Regions from separate parts of the Mus musculus genome. Here region 2 is linked to region 1. A link is a contact called in public promoter capture Hi-C data. All regions are on one chromosome and are shown on one strand. The core of a region is the stretch at or near the end of the contact, and the rest is flanking DNA. Distances in the headings are between cores, read along the strand shown.

Evidence for each region. Promoter capture Hi-C pulls out the DNA fragments that hold promoters and counts their contacts.
Region 2: a promoter capture Hi-C map of hippocampal neurons shows a contact between it and region 1, with 4 times the contacts expected there. The contact joins the enhancer-like site here to the promoter of Cntnap5b in region 1. A contact is called at or near these places in 4 of 39 promoter capture datasets (cranial neural crest, hippocampal neurons and liver).

Annotation. Positions count from the first base shown.
Region 1 is chr1:99,768,822-99,775,597 of GRCm38.p6, reverse strand. Cntnap5b (contactin associated protein-like 5B) reads right to left here and starts at 3,197. Exons shown (of 24, transcript NM_172851.3): 1 at 2,752-3,197. The coding sequence starts at 2,833. The region is part of intron 2 of Gm51641 (a long non-coding RNA gene); the gene reads left to right.
Region 2 is chr1:101,246,577-101,253,352 of GRCm38.p6, reverse strand. No RefSeq gene overlaps it. Among named protein-coding and RNA genes, the nearest start is that of Gm31973, 13 kb to the left of the region's middle. Within about 2 kb of position 2,727, at least 2 of the 459 cell types and tissues checked have an H3K27ac peak or open chromatin away from gene starts, as enhancers often do. A contact at or near this core is called in hippocampal neurons, where this site is marked.

The DNA.
Region 1 (6,776 bases), core at 1,948-4,447:
AGTCATACCATAGCTTCTCATGTCAAAGAAGGTGAATGTATAATACTTTAAAAATTTTTACATTGACCTATATCTATATTCAAACTTAAACAGTCCTCTTAGAATATATATACCCAATGGAAACACTCTAGCTGTTTAATATCCTGAAAATCAAGAATGCGAGAATTTCCAGAGGTTTTTATTACTGGTAGGTAATTAGATTCTTACCATAGAAATGGAATATCTGTATTATGCTGGCATTCTTTCTAGCCTGATTTTGTTTACATAGTGCTTAATAAGAAACTTACACAATTTGTACTTTGGTAAGTAGAAAGGACTATGTGTGAAAGGGTGTATGAGAAAACCAAACATATACAAATAGATACTTACACACTACAGAGTATAGCAACAGCAATAAAGAGTGATTACAAAAAAGAGGAGACAAGCAAGCTATTTTTTAAGAAACCTCACACCTATAACTTAATACCCATAACTGTCCCCCATGGAAGAACTTGGTCACACGATCTGTTTTGAAGGCAGATATTACTCCTTAACATGTAGGGGAAATAATTTTTAAAAAGAATAATTCTCTTAAATTAAAAGGAAACTCTTGGAAAGGAAATATCTAGGTCATCAAAGAATATATGCAAATGTGAACATATTATATATTACTAGCAAATCCAATATCTACACAAAAACTGCACAATAGCTTAGAGAAACTGGGAAATACTCATGATTGCATTGAGAAGTTTTGCCTTATAGGCTCTGAAGACCACTAATATGCATAGATTTCAGAACCAGCTGCCAACCTATTGTTTACTGAATGTATCCAGTTTTTACAGTACAATAAACTCTCACTGCTATTCCTGAAGAAAACTGTCTCTAGAATACTTAGCCAGCTTCACTCACTCAGTGACTGTGTTACTTGTAAATGGGGAATGCAATGACCACTTGGGAAATTCTGAAGACCATTATCACCAACTTTCTCTTTAAATACCCAGAACAGGCTTTGTAACTATTGTGGATATGACAGATTGAAGTCTTAAACCCATGTCATTTAGTTTCATGTACATAATTAAAATACATTAACCATAGTCAAATTAATTTACAGAAAATATAGCTCCAAGAAAGAATTTCAAGAAGGGTGATACTTGAAGAAGCCTAAGTCACGCTGAGCACTCTACCCATTTCATCAGTATTCCTCACTCTCACCTATAGGATCTTCAAAGTATTCATGCTCTTCAGCTAAAGGAATGTGCTACAGGGAAAACACAATTCAGAGCCACGCCTCTACATTAACTGGGCAGCACTGACCTCTAGTGTTCGAGAAGGTAGAGAAACTAGCTCAGTAGCAAAGTTTACTTCCTGTCTAAGGCTCTTGGGTCTTTCCCTTGGGCACCATGGGGATAATTTCAATGAGAAAAGGGCAAAGGGGGGAGAAGAAAGTCGGGGGTGGGGGTGGGGGGAGAAAGGAAGTTTGAGAAAGCAGAAGAGAAAATTCCATTTACCTGAATGTAATCTCCCTCAATATATCCTCTAAAATAATTTATTCACTTATCAAAACACAATGGACAGGGAAGCCTAACAATTGTAAGCTTTCCAATCTTTGGATAACAGAAACACTGACTCTACTTTGAACATCTATTCACCTGTCTGCACTCTATAATGCAAATTCTGGGACAAGATCCTCTAAGAATTAAGTAATAAGGCAAAAGGATCGTCTATAGTAAGTCTTCTTATCTTTTTCCACCTGAAAATGATAATACAAATAAAGAAATGATAATACAAATAAAAAAAATAATACAAGTAAAACAATATTGGTCAAGTCTGGATAATATTTCTGAGCTTCAGTGTAGGAAAAGAAGATGAGGGAACAAACGCATAAACTTGAGAGTCTGTGGTAAGCCACCCTTGCAAAGAACACAGATGGCTTAATTGCATTTTTTCTCATTTGGGAGTTCCCAAAGAAGGCAAAATTTCCCTCCTTCTGCCTAAAGAAGCAACTGAGCAATTGAGCTTGAACCTCTCATAGGTTTAGCTATTTGTGTTCAAGTTTCACAAACTGGATTCTTTAAATATGTAGTACAAGGGGCAGATCTATGAGAGTCAAAAATTACTGCCAATTAAATAACTGTTATATGCTTGCTCGGGTCGAAACGTGGACAGTGCGATGCATACTCCCTATTCCTTCTCAGGCACCAGAATTTGGAGGGTGGAGTGTGTTCTGGAGCTCTCCCTCCTCTGCCTTGTAATAGGGAACCATTGATCTCCTGTAGTAACTACATTTGGACTACAATTCTTAGGCCCAAACTCCCAAACCCTTTACATGGGTGTTCATTGGTTATAAAATGCCCCAATTGGAACCTTATGCCAAAGGCAGTGAAGAGAGCTCAGTACTTAGGGTGGAGGTGGGGGTTGAGTTGTTTGGGGCACTTTTCAGATCGGTGGGAGATGCAGTTGCTGCTATTACAGAGTTCCTTGACTCTGAAGGTTCTCTGCCCCTAGAGGCTTGCTCATGGCCGTGCATCCCTGGCTGAGATTAAGAACCATGGAGCTAAGGGAACTTTATGATTACAAAAGAAGGGCAAGCAATGCAGGCAGCAGAGCAAGCTCCTTACAGTTCTGATAACTTTTGAAATAGTTGGAGTGGTGGTTACAGTTTCCCCCTTCATCTTTCCTTCTACCCAGGGCATATATGGTCAGAAAGTGGATAGTTATTCCAAAGAGCATCGATCCCACCTCATCTTCCCTCCCCCAGCTCTGAGTACTCACAATTTGTCGCTGTTAATCCAACGTGCCACAAGCCAGACAGCACCAAAGTCAAAATGCTGGTCAGTCTTGGTACAGAATCCATTTCCCCCGAGTGAGCGATTCTTCCAGTTGAATCCCAAATTCATAGGCACCAGCCTTGGCTTTTCTTTCTTTTCTTTTCTCACTCTCTGTTTCCACTCCTTCGCACAGCCTCGCCCCCTCCCACCCCCCCTTAAACAGACACTCTTCTCCTTCACTCCATTTTGCTTCTCAGATCCTCCACTGAAACCGTAGCAGAGCTTCCTCGGAGCTCCGAGCTGCAGTCGACAGTTCCTGCAACTGTCCCTTTCTGTGCTTGCCTTTCTTGCTTGCCTTCTCTTAAAGATTGCCTTTCTTAAAGGTTCAGATCTTGCGCACAGCTCCACCAATAGTCTAAAGTACTTTGTTCCGGCGCAAGAGCTAGATTCAGCACCAGGGTGAAGGACAGCTCCTTATCCGCACATTCTGAGCGGCACCGCCCCCTGCCTAGAAGCGAGCTCGCCTATCAGAGTGCCCTGGGCGGTCCTTGGTTGCTCCCGCGTCCCCCCACAGACGCTCCTGTGACTCGCTTAGGCTACTTGCTGGGAAAGTAAAGAGAAAAGATCCAATCTATCTGTCTGCCGGCCTGCCTCCCTCCGTCTACCTCTCCCCTTCCTCTCCATCCTTCTCTCCTCCCCTCCCGCCCCGACCCTCCCTCTCCCTCTCTCTGTCTCTCTGTCTCTCTCTGTCTTCTGTCTCTCTCCCTGTCTCTCTCTGTCTTCTGTCTCTCTCTCTGTCTCTCTCTGTCTTCTGTTTCTCTCTCTGTCTCTCTCTCTCTGTCTCTCTCTCTCTCTCTCTCTCTCTCTCTCTCTCTCTCTCTCTCTTTCCTGTCCATGCATCCCAGCATCCCTAACCACTTATCACTTCTCTTTCTTTTCCTCCCAAATTAGGGGCCAGTATTGGCATTTAAATCAGGTTTTCAAACAATGATGCTAAAGTGATGCTTAAAGGGGTTGGAAGAGAGAAAGAAGCCTTAGGAAATGGGATTTTCCCATGGAGAACTCAGCAATGACCTATGCTAGTGCCTAATACCTTTTTCCTCACTTCGCAGGAGAGAGTCAAAGGAAGCTTCAATTATGGGGTTCAATTTCAACTGTAGGGATGTGTAATTGACTAGTATTGATCTCATTGGGATTTCCGGTTTAGCCATTTAGAGATAGGATCGCTCTCCACTTTTGACTTTCCCTATCTGCACCTATCCTTGGTTGCTATTGGCACATTGCTTCCACAAGTACTACAGGATGATTGCTGCTGTGGGTCCCAAAGGAGCCAAGATGGTACGCTGGCATAAAAGAAAAACGTTTAAAAACTATTTTTAACAGGAAGGGGCTGGAGGATGAGTAGAAACAAGTGGGTGTGAGGGTCATGTGTGAGCCCATTGTTGGCTTTTAAAAGCTTTACATCTATAATAGAGAAGATGCATTTTGATTGCTTCCTCGGGGCTCTGCATTAGAGGTCTTGTTTATTTAGGTTCTAGCATAAGTCTGCTGACTTGCTTGCTTTGCCATAGATCAACTTATTGTGCATTTAGTGTGAAGCTGCCAGAAACGTGTCAAATGTTAACAAAAGAGGAACCAGTAATGATGTCTTCTATGTGAAATTTACATCAAGTTAGAGTCTATAGGATTTTTCCACATCAAAGGAAGTCAATTCCTCTCTCTCTTAACTAATTCTCCTTCCCAGCATTACTGAGCACACAGATTTATTTTACACCACAGATTCCTGACAGCCTTTGGTTTCAGCTGCCAGCTCTGCAGCTATTCCACACTGGACTGAGCTTTAAGCAGCCTTTGCATAAATCCCAACCTTTCAGCTTCCATCAGTGGAATACTGAAAGACAGTTCAATGAAAACAAAACAAGAGGCCAATATTTTACTAAGGAAAGAATTCTGAAAGTCCTATTAGCTGTAAGCAAATAGCATCCCTATACTTTAACTGAAATCAATTATGTCAGTAGATTCCTGGTTCACAGTGAATTCAATACAAGGTTTTGAGGCATAACTATACAGAGAGGGACTTTGGCTCACAACATATCAATTCTGTGGGACACACCCTTTCCTGTCATATTGGGAGGGGAGTGTAGAAATGAAAAGAGTAAGGAGATTCTATGTCCTTTTGCTTTGAGTGGTTTCCCCTACAGCCTTTCTAAGATAACCCCAGAGATGCTCCCATCACTTTTTCTGGCCTTAGAGAGTCTGGGTTGAAAATTCCCCTGCTGACTAGTTTAATCACACTCAAAAGGTCTTGAATGTACAAACCCATGACTGATAATTATTTTGTACGTTTTAATTGTGTGTAATACTTAGACTTTTTGATTTCTTAAGGTTGTTAAAATTTAATTTTATATGTGTATATATGTATGAGAGCCTGTGTGGATGTATGTGAACCTGCATGGGTGTACATTTATCTTATTCATTCAGTGCCCACATGGACCAGAAAAATGATGTCAGATCTTCTGGAACTGGAGTTAGAGATGTTTGTGTGCTGCCTGAGATTGTAAACTCCTAACTTTTATAAGAGCAGTAAAGAGCTGTTAATCACAGATATTTCTCTCTAGTCTCATCTCTTGAGCAAGTTTTAAAAGAATAAAATAATATAAAAAATGTTAATTTATTGGTATATTATGTCCATATATGTTGCTTTTATGAGTGTTATCACATCTTTGTCTTTAAAAATCACATTGTATTATTATGATTATCTTTTATCAATTTAGAAATGGTGAGGTTGAGAATAGAGTATGGTTGATGGAGTGCTTATGAAGGAAGCTTTAGGTTCAACCTGTAATACTATAAAACAGAATGTGGTTGTTAGACATGGTACTGCAACACAATCAGTATGAAGGGTAGAGGCAAGAAGATAAGAATTTCAAGGTTATCCTAGGCAACAAATGGAGTTTCAGTCCAGAAAGGCTACTTGAGAATCCATTCTCCTACTATATCTATGGCTTATCTGACTATCTATCTATCTATCTATCTATCTATCTATCTATCCATCCATCCACCCACTCACCCTCTATCTATTTATCTATCTATCTATCTATCTATCTATCTATCACTTATCTAATATCTACTTCAAATGTATAGAAATGGTATCAAACTTTTTGATATTCTCCTTTTCAATCTATTTAATATCACTGTTGAAATTTAGTGTTTTGATACATGAATCCCTGCTTGTTTCATTTTACTCACTATATTTTTCCATGTTTTGAATATGCCAGTATTTACACATTAATGGCCCTGTTTTAGGCCTGAGTTATTTCTATTTTTCTCCCTCAATTTAAATTATACAATTCTTTAACCATCCTGCAATTTGTCTTACATTTAGTTGTGAAAGTTCTACATTCTTTGAAAATGTTTTTCTCTAGTGTTTCGTGTCTCTCCACTATTATGTAATAAGATGACATCAACTCATGTTTCTCCCTTTGCTAAAAGGGAGTGATATTCTCCAGAAGGAAGCATCTTGGCTATTGTGAAGAGAAAAATGATAGCTAAGAATAAAAGACAGTGTTCCTCAATATTATCACAGCTACAATGTAGCTCCAAAATACAGTGCAACTAGGCAAAATATTTTAACAATGAAAGATTTAATAATTCTGTCTTGCCAGGCGTGGTGGTGCACGCCTTTAATCCCAGCACTCGGGAGGCAGAGGCAGGCAGATTTCTGAGTTTGAGGCCAGCCTGGTCTACAAAGTGAGTTATAGGACAGCCAGGGCTATACAGAGAAACCCTGTCTCAAAACCCCCTCCCCCCCAAAAAAAATAAAAAAAAATTTTTTAATTAAAAAATTCTGTCTATTCTAGTAAAGTCCCCTGATATTGTGAATATGTGTGAATATGTGTCACTATGGAGTTCACAATTGTGATTTATTTTCAAGTTGGTGATAAATACCATGACTCCCTCTTTTAGATAACCATATGTGGACATAGTATATAGTGTATTAGATATACCTAATTCAAAACCATATTTAGA
Region 2 (6,776 bases), core at 1,478-3,977, 1.5 Mb before region 1:
TGTATTTAAATATTGATGATCTTTACAGAATTAGTTCATGAAACCTGCTCAAATTCAAATAATACATTAAGTCTATTTTATTCTAAAGCAGTGTTGATAATTTTAAAAAGGGAGATGTATTTACTTATATCTTTGACATTTTAAGGTAAATAATTTTTTGCTAAGTAATCTAACAAAATTGTAGATTCAATATAGGAAATATTAGCACAGTATTAAACCATCAATTGTTCTTTCCATTGTTTTTCTGGAGTGTGTATGTGTGTGTGTGTGTGTGTGTGTGTGTTTATGCATGTGTACATGATGGTTTTTTTGGTGTGCTATTTGTATGTATTATCCATATATTTACATTTCTGTGGGTATTGTACGTGTAAAGTCTGTATGTATCTGTATGTGTTTATCTGTTTCAGTTATTTCTCTATGGTGTCTCTGTAGGTGTGTACTGTGCCTGTATTTTTATGTGTCTGTAATGTCTCTGAATATGTGTATGTGTGGTATGTATATGTGCTTATGTGAGAACCATGTGATGTATGCATGTGTTTGTATGCAATGTCCAGCTACCATCGTCCTTTCTAGAGTCCCTCTTTCCACTAAAGCTTTTTGATTTCTCCTCTTCCTGGGAACAATCCTTTTATCTCTCATCACCATATTGCTACTGACAGAGTGGCTTTGTAGTTCCCTTCTGAGAATTACTTTTCACAAATGACAATCACACATGGCTAAGAATCCCGTATGAATGTAACCTACTTAAGTGATTGAAAGAAAGCACACAGGTAAGGCTTCCTGTTGGTGTTTTGTTTTGTTTTGTTTTGTTTTGTTTTGTTTGTTTTGTTTTGCTGTTGTTGTCTATTTGTTTGTTTGTCCATTTTGTTATTTTTGTGGCGTGTTTTATTTACTTTTTTCCTATGTGTAAGTAAGTGTATATCTCTGGTGTGTATGTCTGTGTATGCATCTGTGTGTGCACACATGTACACATATTTACATGTGTGCAAGAGCACATGTGCCTGTTATTCAAACATATGGGCATAGAAGCTGAAAATCAACCCCCAACTGTCATCAAGTCATTAGTTACTATCCATCTCATTTTTTTAAGATAGCCTCCCTTACTGATCTATAATATGGAAATTTAACCTGTCTGGCAGACCAGTGAGACCCAGGAATGACCTATTTCTGTTTCCTCAATATTGGGATCACAGGAAAATATGACTACGCTCAATATTTGTGTTTTGTGGGATGTAGAGATCAAAATTGCATTTTCAGAGTAAGTACTTTACTGAATGTTTCCCCAACCTTGCTCTGGATCTTTTTCTGTTCAGTCTCTCAAGTACTGGAATTACTTTCAATATCTTGCTTTTTGTCACTCAAGCCCATATGAGGCCCCTGTTATGGTCCTGTGTCATAGATTCTACTACTTATCAAGGGATTGTTCCATCTTGCTTTCTGCTACTATGATAAAACACCATAAGCCAAAAGAAACTTGAGGAGGAAAAGATTTAATAACTTATAGTTTTCCATCAATCTATCAATCAGGAAAGCCAGACCAGCTCACAGCAAAAATATGGAGGCAGTAATTGAAATGAGGACCATGGAGAAATACCGCATTTTAGCTTGTTCAAATACCTTTCTCGTATAGTCTAGGAACACCTATGAAGGGGAAGAACCACCCATGGTGGCATCTTCCTTCAAAAACTACCAGTCAATAAAATCCTTCACAGACATCCACAAAGGGCAATCTTATGTGGCCAATTCTGCAGTTAAGATTCTCTCTTCCCACGTGAGCCAAGGCTGGTCTCACATTGACAGATGAAGCTTACTGAAACAGGACTGAACCAAAGATCTTGGATTTTCCTGAATTCCACTTTTTTTTCTCAAGGGAGTGGGGTAGAAGTGCTGAATTAATAAATTGATACACATATATGAAAGCTGTGAAAACTCATGGAGTAGCCAGAGACCAGGGAAAGACCAGGCAGGACCAAGGTGGTGAAGCACATAGAAAAGTGTAGTCCTTTGTATCCCAAGCAAACCTTAATATTGCATGGCCCATATCTTTAGCAAACTGATATACTGAACCAGCACAGATGGCTGTAGGAATCCAGCCAGAATAGAGTGGTTATTGCATTAACTTTTCCAAGGAAGACATGAACAAAAGTCTATTTAACTGAGAATGGACAGAATAAGAAAATGTTTTCTATTCAAGTCTAGCTTACTGAACCTGAGAATATATTGGAACATTCATGCATATCTTATGTGTGGAGGACTATACCTATTTGGAAAAGAATCAGGCTTAAGGGATGCCCATAAGATGTTATTCTCTTGGATAATATGAAACACTTACTTATAGGGGTTTATAACCCCAAGATATATCATATAAATTGCAGCATACAGACAATGCACACTTGACATTCATCATTTTCCTGGCACTTGGTAGAGAACAGTAAAACATAGGATTGTCCTTGCCAACTTTTATTAGTTATCATTGGAAGAACAGATGAGCAGTAGGAGGCATAGCCAACATATAACTAATGCAGCCTGAAGGTAGCCAGCAGCCAGTTGAGAAGATAGATCAGTATAAATGATGAAGGGTCCTTAAAACTGAGAAGATGCGAGGACGTTTATTCACCAGGTCTCCAGAGGACGCTGTGCAGTCCAAGGCAGTACCAGTGACATAGCTAGTCCTCAGTAACAGCAATTAGACCCTCTTCACAGGAAGGCAGTGCATGGATTCAGCATCTGCCATAGTCCTGCTGAACTTCTGCTCCAGGAGCCAGCTGGTCTGAGAATACAAGGCAGCAATTAGAATAATGAGAACAAATCATCACAGAAATTTAATGAGGAGCTTAACCAAGAATTCAACTCTCAATATTATTGTGGACCATAAATAGTCCTAAACTTCTGTGTCACTGCCTAAGTCTAGGGGATACTACATTAGGACAAAAACAAGCTCCCCAGCTCCATATTTGGCTGATCTGGTCAATCTGAACACTTGTTTATCTAATTGTTTATTAAGATAAGAGCCTGGAGGGCAGACAGTATGACAGCATGCTGCCTTTACAGATGCAATTGCTGTGGTTACACAACAAATTCTTTTCTCAGAAAAAAAAAAAAAGAAGGAACAGAAGTGGCTCAATGGTAGGAGCCAATAACACTATTTCTAGCAATCTCAGATGTGCAGAAATTCCTTTTTAGGCCATTGTACTTCTTATAGAAACCACGGGGGCTTGTGATTCAAGAGCTTTACAGGCATGAGGGTCTGTGTTCTGTGAGCACTACACTTGTTTATGACACGACAATGTTGTTTGGGAGAAAACAGGAAGATCACCAGGGCTTGCTAGCTGTCTTTCACTGATGTTAATTGTGATCCATGTATGCATTCAATTACCAGGAGTTGAAAGACACAAAGGACTAAGAGATGAAACAAGTAGTTATGATATAGACACTATGCTACCCATGCCCCAGAGATCACACTTTCTGTTCAATATAGACTTCCTGTTTAGGAGACTTGCATATATAGGACAATTTTCCAGTTTGTTGCCCAAGCATAATTGCTGTCAGCAAAAGATGACAAGAGGGGACTAGAACCTGCTCACCTGTAGCAGATGTGCAGCTTGGTCTTCACATGTGTCCTGAACAACGGAAATGGGGTCTATTCCAAAAGATGTTGCCTATACGTAGGGTACATTCTTCTGGCTAAGCTGCCTGTCTGGCCTTAGTGGGAGAGGAGGCACCTAGTCTCTCTTGAAGACTTGAAGTGCTAAGGTGGGTAGGATAAACAGGGATGGAGCACTGCTTAGAGAAGAAGGACAGGGGAGTGGGATAATGATTGTGGGCAGAAGTGACCAGGAGGGCAACAGAGACTGGGATATAAAGTGAATAGGTAAAAATTAAGTAATTAGCTAATTAAATTAAAAAATACATTTCAAATTATCAAATATATATATATATATATATATATATATATATATATATATATATATATATACTGTATATTTATGTGCCTGCATGAGTTTATATGTACAATCTGCAGTATGTAATTGCAAAGATCAGAGGAGGATGTTGTATTCCCCGTATCTAGAGCAAAGGTGGTTGTGAATAGCCTGATAGGGATGCTGAGAATTGAACCCATGTCCACTTGGAGGCTAAAATGTGTTTATAATCACTGATCCACCTCTTCAGACTCAAGAAAGAAATTTTTGGTGTGAACATAGGGCAGATTTGTCTAAGGAGGAACTGTGAATGCTTTGCAATCTCAATGCTAAAATCAAACAAACAAACAAAACATGATGATTTTAGAAATAATATTATAACCTTTTAGGGTAAAAAGATATAGATTTCTTTAAAATTGAAGTCTGTGTGTGTGTGTGAGTGTGTGTACATATGTATGTATATACATGTACAGAAATTTGTGCTGTGCCATGTGCATGCATATGAAAGACAACTCAGTTTTGCCTTTCCAAAGTGTGCATACCTGTATCCAACTTAGGACATCAGGCTTGGAAGAAATGGATTTTATTCCACTGAGCCCATGTACTGTGTGATATTATTCAGAGACATGAACAAACATCTGCTTACCCCAGGTATGGTATTAACAATGGATTAAGGATGTTAGCACCAAGGTCCAACTTGGTTAAATAATAAGTTTTATTGACATTACTTACAGAAGAATGGGTGAAAGATACTTATGTAAGCATAAATGATTCAGACTGCTTCATCAATAATGGACCTGTCTACCATAGATGACAGGCCATGAAAGCTAGAGGGTTGAAGTGTACTACTGAAGTTGTATTCAGTACATCAGTTTCGAAAATATTTCAAAAAGCACTCAGATGGTCTGAGCCTCCTCCAGATAGCTCAGCTGCTATCTCCTTCTGGTGGTTCTGCTGATGTCAGCCCCTTCTACAAAGCTCAGCACATCAGAACTTTTGTTAACATTTCTTACTACTTACAAGTTTTGGAAGAGACAGAGTCTGGTTAATCTGGACAATTTCAGGAACATCCTGAAGCCATTCTGAATTCTTTACTTCCCTTAGCTTAAAGTGATTTTAAAAAAACCAAACAAAAACAAACAAACAAACAAAAACAAAAAATAAAAACAACAACAACAACAACAACAACAACAAAAAGATTTGCCTTCATTTGGAAAATACTGATTGTTTTATTTCCTCTAAACATTCTGTATCTTTTTTTTTTTTCCATTTTTTATTAGGTATTTAGCTCATTTACATTTCCAATGCTATACCAAAAGTCCCCCTTACCCACCCACCCCCAATCCCCTACCCACCCACTCCCCCCCTTTGGCCCTGGCGTTCCCCTGTACCGGGGCACACAAAGTCTGCGTGTCCAATGGGCCTCTCTTTCCAGTGATGGCCGACTAGGCCATCTTTTGATACATATGCAGCTAGAGTCAAGAGCTCAGGGGTACTGGTTAGTTCATAATGTTGTTCCACCTATAGGGTTGAAGATCCCTTTAGCTCCTTGGGTACTTTCTCTAGCTCCTCCATTGGGAGCCCTGTGATCCATCCATTAGCTGACTGTGAGCATCCACTTCTGTGTTTGCTAGGCCCCGGCATAGTCTCACAAGAGACAGCTACATCTGGGTCCTTTCGATAAAATCTTGCTAGTATATGCAATGGTGTCAGCGTTTGGATGCTGATTATGGGGTGGATCCCTGGATATGGCAGTCTCTACATGGTCCATCCTTTCATCTCAGCTCCAAACTTTGTTTCTGTAACTCCTTCCATGGGTGTTTTGTTCCCACTTCTAAGGAGGGGCATAGTGTCCACTCTTCAGTCTTCATTTTTCTTGAGTTTCATGTGTTTAGGAAATTGTATCTTATATCGTGGGTATCCTAGGTTTTGGGCTAGTATCCACTTATCAGTGAGTACATATTGTGTGAGTTCCTTTGTGATTGTGTTACCTCACTCAGGATGATGCTCTCCAGGTCCATCCATTTGGCTAGGAATTTCATAAATTCATTCTTTTTAATAGCTGAGTAGTACTCCATTGTGTAGATGTACCACATTTTCTGTATCCATTCCTCTGTTGAGGGGCATCTGGGTTCTTTCCAGTTTCTGGCTATTATAAATAAGGCTGCTATGAACATAGTGGAGCATGTGTCCTTCTTACCAGTTGGGGCTTCTTCTGGATATATGCCCAGGAGAGGTATTGCTGGATCCTCCGGTAGTACTATGTCCAATTTTCTGAGGAACCGCCAGACTGATTTCCAGAGTGGTTGTACAAGCCTGCAATCCCACCAACAATGGAGGAGTGTTCCTCTTTCTCCACATCCTCGCCAGCATCTGCTGTCACCTGAATTTTTGATCTTAGCCATTCTCACTGGTGTGAGGTGGAATCTCAGGGTTGTTTTGATTTGCATTTCCCTGATGATTAAGGATGTTGAACATTTTTTCAGGTGCTTCTCTGCCATTCGGTATTCCTCAGGTGAGAATTCTTTGTTCAGTTCTGAGCCCCATTTTTTAAGGGGGTTATTTGATTTTCTGAGGTCCACCTTCTTGAGTTTTTATATATGTTGGATATTAGTCCCCTATCTGATTTAGGATAGGTAAAGATCCTTTCCCAGTCTGTTGGTGGTCTTTTTGTCTTATTGACGGTGTCTTTTGCCTTGCAGAAACTTTGGAGTTTCATTAGGTCCCATTTGTCAATTCTCGATCTTACAGCACAAGCCATTGCTGTTCTGTTCAGGAATTTTTCCCCTGTGCCCATATCTTCAAGGCTTTTCCCCACTTTCTCCTCTATAAGTTTCAGTGTCTCTGGTTTTATGT